Linked DNA regions of Mus musculus: regions 1 and 2 are each linked to region 3. Evidence: chromatin contacts called from public promoter capture Hi-C data. All regions are on one chromosome and are shown on one strand. The core of a region is the stretch at or near the end of the contact, and the rest is flanking DNA. Distances in the headings are between cores, read along the strand shown.

Region 1 (2,700 bases), core at 170-2,669, 1.1 Mb after region 3:
AACTCAACAAGGCAGACAATTCAGTTAGTTCTTGTCGGTAAAATGATTTCACTCGCGCTGACACCAAAATGTTCAAACATTTGGAATTTGAAAAGGTTGCGCGGAGAATATAGCACTTAACTATTCCACAAAATTAAGCGTACGTGTAGAAAAAACGCAAAAGCCAGCTTCAGCAAGTCTGATAAAAAATGAGTTCGCTGGTCATTTCGCTCACGTCTTCCACGACACTCAGGCAGCCAGGTTACTCGGCCTTTTTGGGCTAAGGCGGTGGGTTCAAATTTCACCACACCAGGTCCCTGGGGGTGGAGCGTGCAACCCAACGCGACGTGCACTTGAATAAAAATCCTACAGGCAGCAATGCTACTGCCTCCCTTACGTTTAAAAAAAAAAATTATATAGAAGAAATCTCGAAGTGCAAACCCCAGCCGCTCCCGATGTGCACGGCACACCACATTGGAATCTGTCCTTTGAATGTTCGTCCTCCTAAGACTCGGAGCAGAGAGGAGGTGGAGAGCAGGCAGAGAAGGCTGGGAAGGATCGATTCGTTTTCCCGAGGAGCAGCAGCGGAGCCATTTCCAGGCTGGCAGCTAGCTGGGGGCGCAGCCGCCGGGGAGCAGCGCAGGGGCCCGAGCCCACCTCCTTTGGCTTCCCGGCCCCCGCCGAGCACAATGGAGCCCCGCTCGCGGCCGCCCCCTCTTCCCGCCTCTCCTCGCAGCACCCGCGGCCTCGGGCTCCCGACGGCGGAGAATGAATGAATCAGAGAACCCAACCCCGCGCGGTCCCCTGCACCCAGCCCCCAAGCTCCCGGCGGCCGCGCGCTGAGGCGAGAGGCTGGCGGCTCGTCCGAGGCACGGCAGCCGCGGCTCGTGCCCCCACCCCGGCTCGTCTCTCCCGCTCCGCGCCGCCTCACATTCCCGGGGCTGCCGCTGCCTCCTTACACTCCCCTCAGCGGCTGACTCCGTCGGCCCGGGCGGCCTGGCGCCCGTCGCTGCCTCTGACTCCACGGAGCGGGCTCCGAACCGAGCGCAGCCGAGGGCGCCGCTTCCCGGTCCGCGCCGCCGGCGTGAGACGAGCACGGCAGCGGAGCAGGAGAGGGGGCGGGGCGGGGCGGGGCGGGGCGGAGAGCGCGGCCCTCCCGGCTCGAGGGGCGGAGCGCTGCCGCCGCCGCAGGCCGGCGGAGGAGGTGGGGCGCGGCGGAGGCGGGGCCCGGGCTCGGACCGGGGCGCTGAGGAACAACACCGGAGGGGATGAGCTGGCCGGTCCGTCGGTCCGTCCCTTTTTCCTTCCCCTCCCCTAGCGGCCGGCGGCGGACGGGCAGTGCGCTCGGCTCCTGCGCTGGCTCTGGGCCGCCACGGCCTCGTCCGCTCCGCACGCCGGGTGCTCGCGCTGTGTCTCCATCCTCCCCGCAGAAGGACCTTTAAATAGCAACGTCAGCGCGCTCCTCTCCGCACATACGTCACCCTCCGCTCACGTCAGCTTGTGCGGGGGATGATGTCACGCGGCCGGAAGTACTGCTAAATTAGGGAAAGAGCTGGGGGAGGCGGGCTGAGCGAGCTGCTCCGGGCCCACCTGCTCCCGGTTCTCTCGCTTCTCCTTAAAGGCCAAGGCGCCGGAGACAGTCTGAGGAGAGCTCGGAGAAGGAAGCGGCGGGAGGAGGTTTCCTTGGCACAAATGTGCCATATGCGAATGAATCACTCATAGCAACAGTGCCGAAGTGTCGCCGGTAAAGTCCTGTCTCCCTCTCCCACTGGGTTTGCAGCAGCATCCCCGGGCTGTTCACATCCCAACCTGCAGGGAATCGTGGGAGGGAGAGTGATCACTGCTGGTAGACTCGGGGAAAACCACCGTTAATTTTAGGAATCCTAAATACCATTCTGAACATAGTCAACTTTTAAGCTTTCTCCCCTCCTAAAGGCGTGCGTTTTAACTTAAAAAAAAAAAAAAAAAAAAAAAAAAAGAGTAGAGTTAGGAGCAAACCTCTTGTTACAAAGGATAGTAATTAAAGCAGAATGAGATTTCCAAATGTTCTAAATGTTGCAGTTCGCTGCATAGCCATGGTTCTGCAAGGCATAATGAGTCAAATTCATTAAAGTAAACTTAGTTCCCTCAGATAATTACCCTTCTACAGCATCGCAAGTGCCAACGAATCACCTTAGGTCTGACTTACCAAGGATATGAATTACAGTCTGGAAACAAAGTCCTACTTTATTAACACAAACATACGTTTGGGTTCCTGATTATTTTGAATCTTGTAAGCACAATAGCTCTCGAGTATATTTTCATTTTTTTTAATGTGGCAAGGATGACTAGCCGTCTATAAATTTATAGCTGCATATGTGAAATTGTGTTTTTAAAGTCATGAAGTTTTAAAATGGCCCTGTGTTGTTAAGGGCCTTTTATTGGTTAGACTCACAGAATGAGTTTTGCTTTTATTCCATTTAACTTGACAATTGTGGTTCAGAAATAGAAGTGCTGCACCCTGCTAAAGGCCATTAGTACTTCAGTTACTCCAAAGAGTCAGTGACCACATTTTACAAACTAAACTCATTTGACATGAAACATGAAACTCACTTCATTCAAAACCTGAAGTGACCCGAGAAATCCAGGACATGATATTATTACAAAATCATTAAATTGTCCTTAGAAGAATAGTACATCAATGCCAATGCAGTTCAAAAGAAAGTCAGCTAAAATTCTATA
Region 2 (2,700 bases), core at 177-2,676, 1.0 Mb before region 3:
GTTAACACAAGCTTTACTACTGAGCTAAACCCAAGCCTAACTCTTTGTTTCTTACTAAGATTGTTGCTATTCTTCAGGACAGCATATTGCTATGTTGCCTAGGCCAGACAAGAACCCAGGATCCTCCTGCCTCAGCTTTTCTTGCTCTGCAGCTCTGGCAGGCCAGGGACTTGCTCTGCCACAGGCTGTCAGTTCACCTGCCTCTGTCTTCTGAGTACTTGAATCACAGGCTTGTATCACCACATGTGACTCTGTACTTTTGAGTAAAGATTTTATTTAACCTTTGTAGCCGAACACTGGAAAAATTCACAAAATGAAAATAAATACTTCTCTTCAGTCTTTTAAAAAGCCCCATCGTATATATTCACTGTACACAGTACTGTGTCGCATAAGGGCATTTTCATACTTTTTTTACATTAAGTATATTCTTTCCTTTACCTTGGCCTCATTTCTCCCCCTTACTAATCTCTTCTCTTCCCCTACACAGTTGCTGTTACTCTCATGTCATAAAAATAATTATCTTTATCCTTATCTATTTATGCTATTAGCAGATCAGATAATATAGATAAATGATTTTATAAATCTATACAAAACCTAGGAACCATGTGTAAGAGAAAACACATGGTATTTGCTTTTCTGGAACTGGCTTAATTCCGTATCTCCAGATATATCTATTTGTAAATATAAACCATTTTGCTACAAATAACTTAATTTTATTTTAATTTATCGTTTAAAAATACATTGCGTATATATGCCATATCTTCCTTAATTCACAACACTGTTGTTAGTCACCTTGTCGGGTTTTGTAACTTAGCTATTATAATTAATATGCCAAGTCTCTCTGTGATATGTTGACTGGGAGTCAGGAGTGGCTTTGCTGGGTCACATACTGACTATGTATAAAAGTAAGGTTTTTTTATTCATATTTTTTTTTTTTTTAAAAAAAAGGCATCCTACAGAACCATCGCGATTATATGGTTGTTTTATGGTAACAGACTAAAGGAGAGCTCATAAGTAGTCCTCCAGTAACAGGAACGGGACAGATGATAGTGATGGTCTTGCAAAGCTATGTAAAGGACATGCTCTTAACAAAGCTATGTCGTGTGAATCCCTTTAGTCTGGGAAGAGAATTCAATGTTAAAGTTCCCATTATAAGGCGAACTTACAAAGTGCACTTCTAAGAATACTTGTACATTGGAAGAACCCTCGATTTTGAATGGGGAAACATTTCACCAATCGGACTCAAACTCCTACACTACAATACAAGGGAAACAATCGGAAGTAAAAACACAGGCCGTTGTTTGGGCACATAAACACCAATTTGTACCCAGCTCCTAGCCCCGTGTACCAGCGCGATCAGACCCTTCTAGCTTTCCGTCGCTTCCTTTTTCCGTCTTGGCTCCGCCCTCCTCCGGCTTAGCGTTTCCGGCTCAGCCCGGAACTAGAGGCTTCCGCTGGGTTCGCTTTAGTTCTCCCGTCCGCTGGCTTCCCGGAGACTGTCACCGGGCGGGTGTCCGCGCGGCCCGGGTAGAGTCGGCTTCGTCCCCAAGCTCGCAGTCCCGGCCGCCGTCTTCGGGGGCGACATGGCCGGGGCCCGCTGCGGTCGTCCGAGCGTGAGGCCGCCCCTCGCAGCCCGCGCGCTCCAGTGGCCCCTGGGCCAGTGGGCCCCGGTGTCGTCCTAAGCAGCCCGGTCCGCGCCCCGCGGGCTCGGCGCTCACGGCCGCATGGCCTCCGAGGCGCCCTCGCCGCCTTCGCCTTCTCCGCCGCCGCCCGCCTCTCCGGAGCCGGAGCTGGCGCAGCTCAGGCGGAAGGTGGAGAAGTTGGAGCGCGAGCTGCGGAGCTGCCGGAGGCAGGTGCGGGAGGTGGAGAAGCTGCTGCAGCACACGGAGCGACTCTACCGCAACGCCGAGAGCGACAACCAGGAGCTCCGCACGCAGGTACGCGGCTGCCGGGGCCAGACCTGCTCCACGGACCCTGGGAAGTCATGACAGCCCAGAGCTGGTCAAAATCCCAAAGACCTGTGGAGCCAGTTGGCCAGTGCCAGCCAATTGGTTTGGGCAGTTGTCTCAGGGCAGGCGAGAATGAACTTCAGCATGGGCTACATGGTCTTGATCGTCTGTCCTACTGGCAATGGGCGCATTTATTTGGGGGGGGGGGTCACGTTTAAGAGTTTTTTGTTATTTGTTTTGTTTGGTTGAGTTTTTAATTCTTATTTTGGTTGATACGAAATCTCCATTTGGGGCCTTGAACTTGCTGTGTAACAGAGGATGACCTTGAAGTTCAACTTTTGATCCATGTCAACACTTCCCAAGTGCTGAGGTTGTGGGCTTGCATTTTTCTCCACCGCCCCCCCCCTTCGCCCCCCAAACACACACATTTGGGATTCAATTGAGAATCTACGCAGGTCAGCCTGGCTTAGGTCTTAAAATGCAGCCCAAGTTTGACTCAAACTCAGACTCCCTCCTAGGCTGGGATTTCAGGCATGAGCCAACACCCACCCATCCCCTTTTGAGAACTTAGAATGCCATTTCCTACCTCGTGTTTCCCTGCTGTTTATAAAGTCAGGGTGATAATAGTGTACAGCAGTGACGTTTAAAAGCAGGAACATAGTTTAGTTTTACACTCTTGAACATACTCCATGTGTAAGGTGACCTCAGTTATCCTCTTGGGTTCACTTGTAGGAAGGTACATCCGCCTTTC
Region 3 (2,948 bases), core at 195-2,694:
GCAGAGGCAGGAGAATGGCAAGTTCCAGTTTGAGGCCAACCTGAGCTACAGAACAAGATTGTCTCTAACCACCTTCCCCACCAATTATTATTTTAGTTACACCTCTTAATATCCATAAAACTATCAACCAAGTTTCCTTACCTTAAGTGGGTAGAATCTAGTGATAGTCTATTATGTTTTACTATACTGCGTAACAATAAGAGAACAAAAATTTAAAAAGAATGTGTAATGGCATGGTGGTGTGTGCACTGGAGTAGCAGAGGCAGGAGGATTTCTCTGAGTTTCAGGCTAGCCTGCTCTACCTAGTGAGTTCCAGGCCAGCCAAGGTTACACAGTGAGACCCTGTCAGAAAGAAAAGGGAGGGGAACGACAAATAATCTAAGTTGTCATAATTCTGTACATTTATCCACAGCCCATCAACACGCCAAAATGTAAAACCCAAACTAAAACAGAACCCGCTAAGGATGTTTTCAATTCTTGGCGGTATTTGACGCGAACCATAAGTAACTTTTTACAAAAATCAGTATACACGGTTGGTGCTTATTTTTAAAATTCATACTATTTGTAAAGAACTAGAACTGGGTTTGGTTCACAACAACACTCTATTTAAATATTATCTCAGTGCTTCAGTGGGGGCGGGGAAGTACCCTGGTGCAAAGATCATCACATGAAAAACGCCAAAGGTGGTAGAAAAAATAAGTTTGTCATTTATACAAAACCCCCAAACCACCGCTTAGTCCCTACATTATAGGGTCCCAATAAGCAGCAGGCCCACTCCCCACTCCCTTCCCCAAATACCCTCGTCACCTTTAAATAAATGACTTTCTCGAGGTCTGATCCTGTAGACCTCAAATTCACTAGAAGTTCAAAATTCAAACTCCTGTGCGCAGCCCAGATCAACTCAGTCAACGGTTTGGGAAGTGGAACCTCGGCTCACCAACTGGTTTGCTTTTTCCCCCCCACACACACCAAAGTTTGAAGACCACAGGCGCCGCCTTGGGCGTCCCCAGACGTCCCCAACAAGCCCCGCACCCGGCGGGGCCACCCCCACCCACCCACCCACCGACCCACCGCAGCGGGGGCGGCAGGGAGGTTCCCCAGGAACCGAGAGCAGCCCGGGCGGCCGCCTCGCGTCCCGGCAGCGCTCCCGCACCCCGAACCCCGGTCCTCACTTCTTCCAATCGCTGCTGAAGAGGCCGAAGGCGCCCGAGGGAGAGATGGTCGAGGTGGCCTCCTGCCCGAGCTCCGCCGCCTCCCCTCCTCCCGACTGCTCGTTGTAGGCGAAACTGTTGCTAGACATCGCGGGCGGTGCTGGCCAGCAGGCGGGTGCGGGAGAGAGCGTGCGGGGTCCTCTACGGATGGCTGGCGTTCGGAGGACACCGAACCAAACTAGTTCTGGGGCGGAGGGGGCGCGCGCCGGCGCTTCCGGGCTCGTCACTGCTCCGGCTGACCGGGCGGCCCACCCCCTGCGCGTGCGCACTGTGTCCGTGCGGGCCCGCGCCTGCCGCTCCCGGTGCGCTAGATTGTCGCGCTCCGGGTGTTAGGGGCTGCCGGGAAGCTACACTCGGGACCCTTAACAGGAAGCTGGGGTTTTGCACCGGGTCAGCCGGAGAGTCGTGGGCACGTAAAGAACTGGATATGAGGCCCTTGGATGCGTTTTGGTGGAGGAGATCTCAGATCCTCCAGGGTTCGTTGCTTCTCTTCTGCTGTCCACTGATCGCTCCCCGATGGCTCCTGAAACGCGGTGCACAGGTCGGAAGAACTTGGCTTCAGCGGCCACAAGCTCTCAGCCCTCGAGGCTGGCTTCCGCCCCTCTCACAGCCAGAGTGGCCTGACGTTCTAGACGTGAAAGCTCCTCCTTCGGAGGAGGCTTTCAGGATCTGCGCGGAGGCGATCATCCGCCTGCAAGCTTTGCCTAAGTTTTTCCTGGGGCCCGAGGTTCTTACTTGAAGTTCGAGGCTTGCGTCCTGCCCGCAGTCAGCTGCCGCGAGCTAAGCCTGGGCCAGAAGCTGGAGTGCGCTCTCCTCCGAGCGCCGCCTGCTTCCACTCTTGGGCAAGTGGCTTTCCAACAACACCTAAGCAGCAAGATGGGATGGTTTCTGGCTGCAGAACTGCAACCCTTCTGTCCCGGGCAGCTTTCCAAGAGGACCCTCACCAGCCTCCCTGGTGACTACCGTTCCTTCGTTCCTCTTTCCCTACACATGCGGTCCAGAAAGGACTGAATACCTGCAGCCCTGCAGCAAATCACCAAAACCCAAGGGTAGCACCAGGCAAACACCAAGGTCCCACCAAGATTTCTCGACTTGACTGAAAGATTGCGTTGTCTCTCGGAAAACACGCTCCTCCTTAGTGCTAGGAGAGAGAGGAGCAATCAGCCTCCAAACTGACCAAACGTTGGCGGTTAATTAGCTTTTCAATACACCTATCCAGACAGTGTTCGAGCATCGCAAATATGTTTCTTCCCAGTGTTGATGATATTGATAGATTTGTAGAATCTCTCCTACGACTGACTGATCGATGGTGATGATACATAACAAGGTGTTATATGATGCTTAGCTTATACCCCAGACACTATACTAAGTGGTGTGCATGGATAAATTCATTTACTACGGGAAGACACTAGGCTTTGCTTATTTTGTCAAGTAATGACAATGTGAACACATCCTCAGTACAAAATATACCTGAGTATATAATTGTTTTTATTTTGGAATGTAAACGCTTTTACTAGATATTCTAAATTGCTCTCCTACCATTTACGTATGAGAGGGATTTCCTCACATTCTCATAATTTTGTCATAATGTGATATAGATTTTTGTGTTCTAATTAATTTTTATATTCATGTTGATAATGAATATGATTATCTTTCATGTGAGTTTTTTTTTCACATGGACATGTTAATCCAATTTATCTTGAATAGTTCATTTTCTTTTTATTATTATTTTATTAG

The links. Promoter capture Hi-C pulls out the DNA fragments that hold promoters and counts their contacts. Capture Hi-C pulls out chosen DNA fragments and counts their contacts.
Region 1: a contact with region 3 is called in a promoter capture Hi-C map of adipose tissue, with 2.3 times the contacts expected there. The contact joins the promoter of Homer1 here to the promoter of Ap3b1 in region 3. A contact is called at or near these places in 1 of 115 datasets of contacts at active chromatin or transcription factors (pancreatic cancer cells) and 2 of 9 other capture datasets (adipose tissue and liver).
Region 2: a contact with region 3 is called in a promoter capture Hi-C map of pre-B cells, with 2.5 times the contacts expected there. The contact joins the promoter of Aggf1 here to the promoter of Ap3b1 in region 3. A contact is called at or near these places in 4 of 39 promoter capture datasets (3T3-L1-derived adipocytes, the C10 cell line and pre-B cells).

The regions. Positions count from the first base shown.
Region 1 is chr13:93,302,476-93,305,175 of GRCm38.p6, reverse strand. It overlaps Homer1 (homer scaffolding protein 1), which reads right to left and starts at 1,419. Exons shown (of 10, transcript NM_147176.4): 1 at 1-1,419.
Region 2 is chr13:95,374,083-95,376,782 of GRCm38.p6, reverse strand. Aggf1 (angiogenic factor with G patch and FHA domains 1) reads left to right here and starts at 1,426. Exons shown (of 14, transcript NM_025630.3): 1 at 1,426-1,937. The coding sequence starts at 1,725.
Region 3 is chr13:94,357,456-94,360,403 of GRCm38.p6, reverse strand. It overlaps Ap3b1 (adaptor-related protein complex 3, beta 1 subunit), which reads right to left and starts at 1,444. Exons shown (of 27, transcript NM_009680.3): 1 at 1,173-1,444. The coding sequence starts at 1,300. It overlaps Gm9776 (predicted gene 9776), which reads left to right and starts at 1,481. Exons shown (of 1, transcript NR_045619.1): 1 at 1,481-2,948.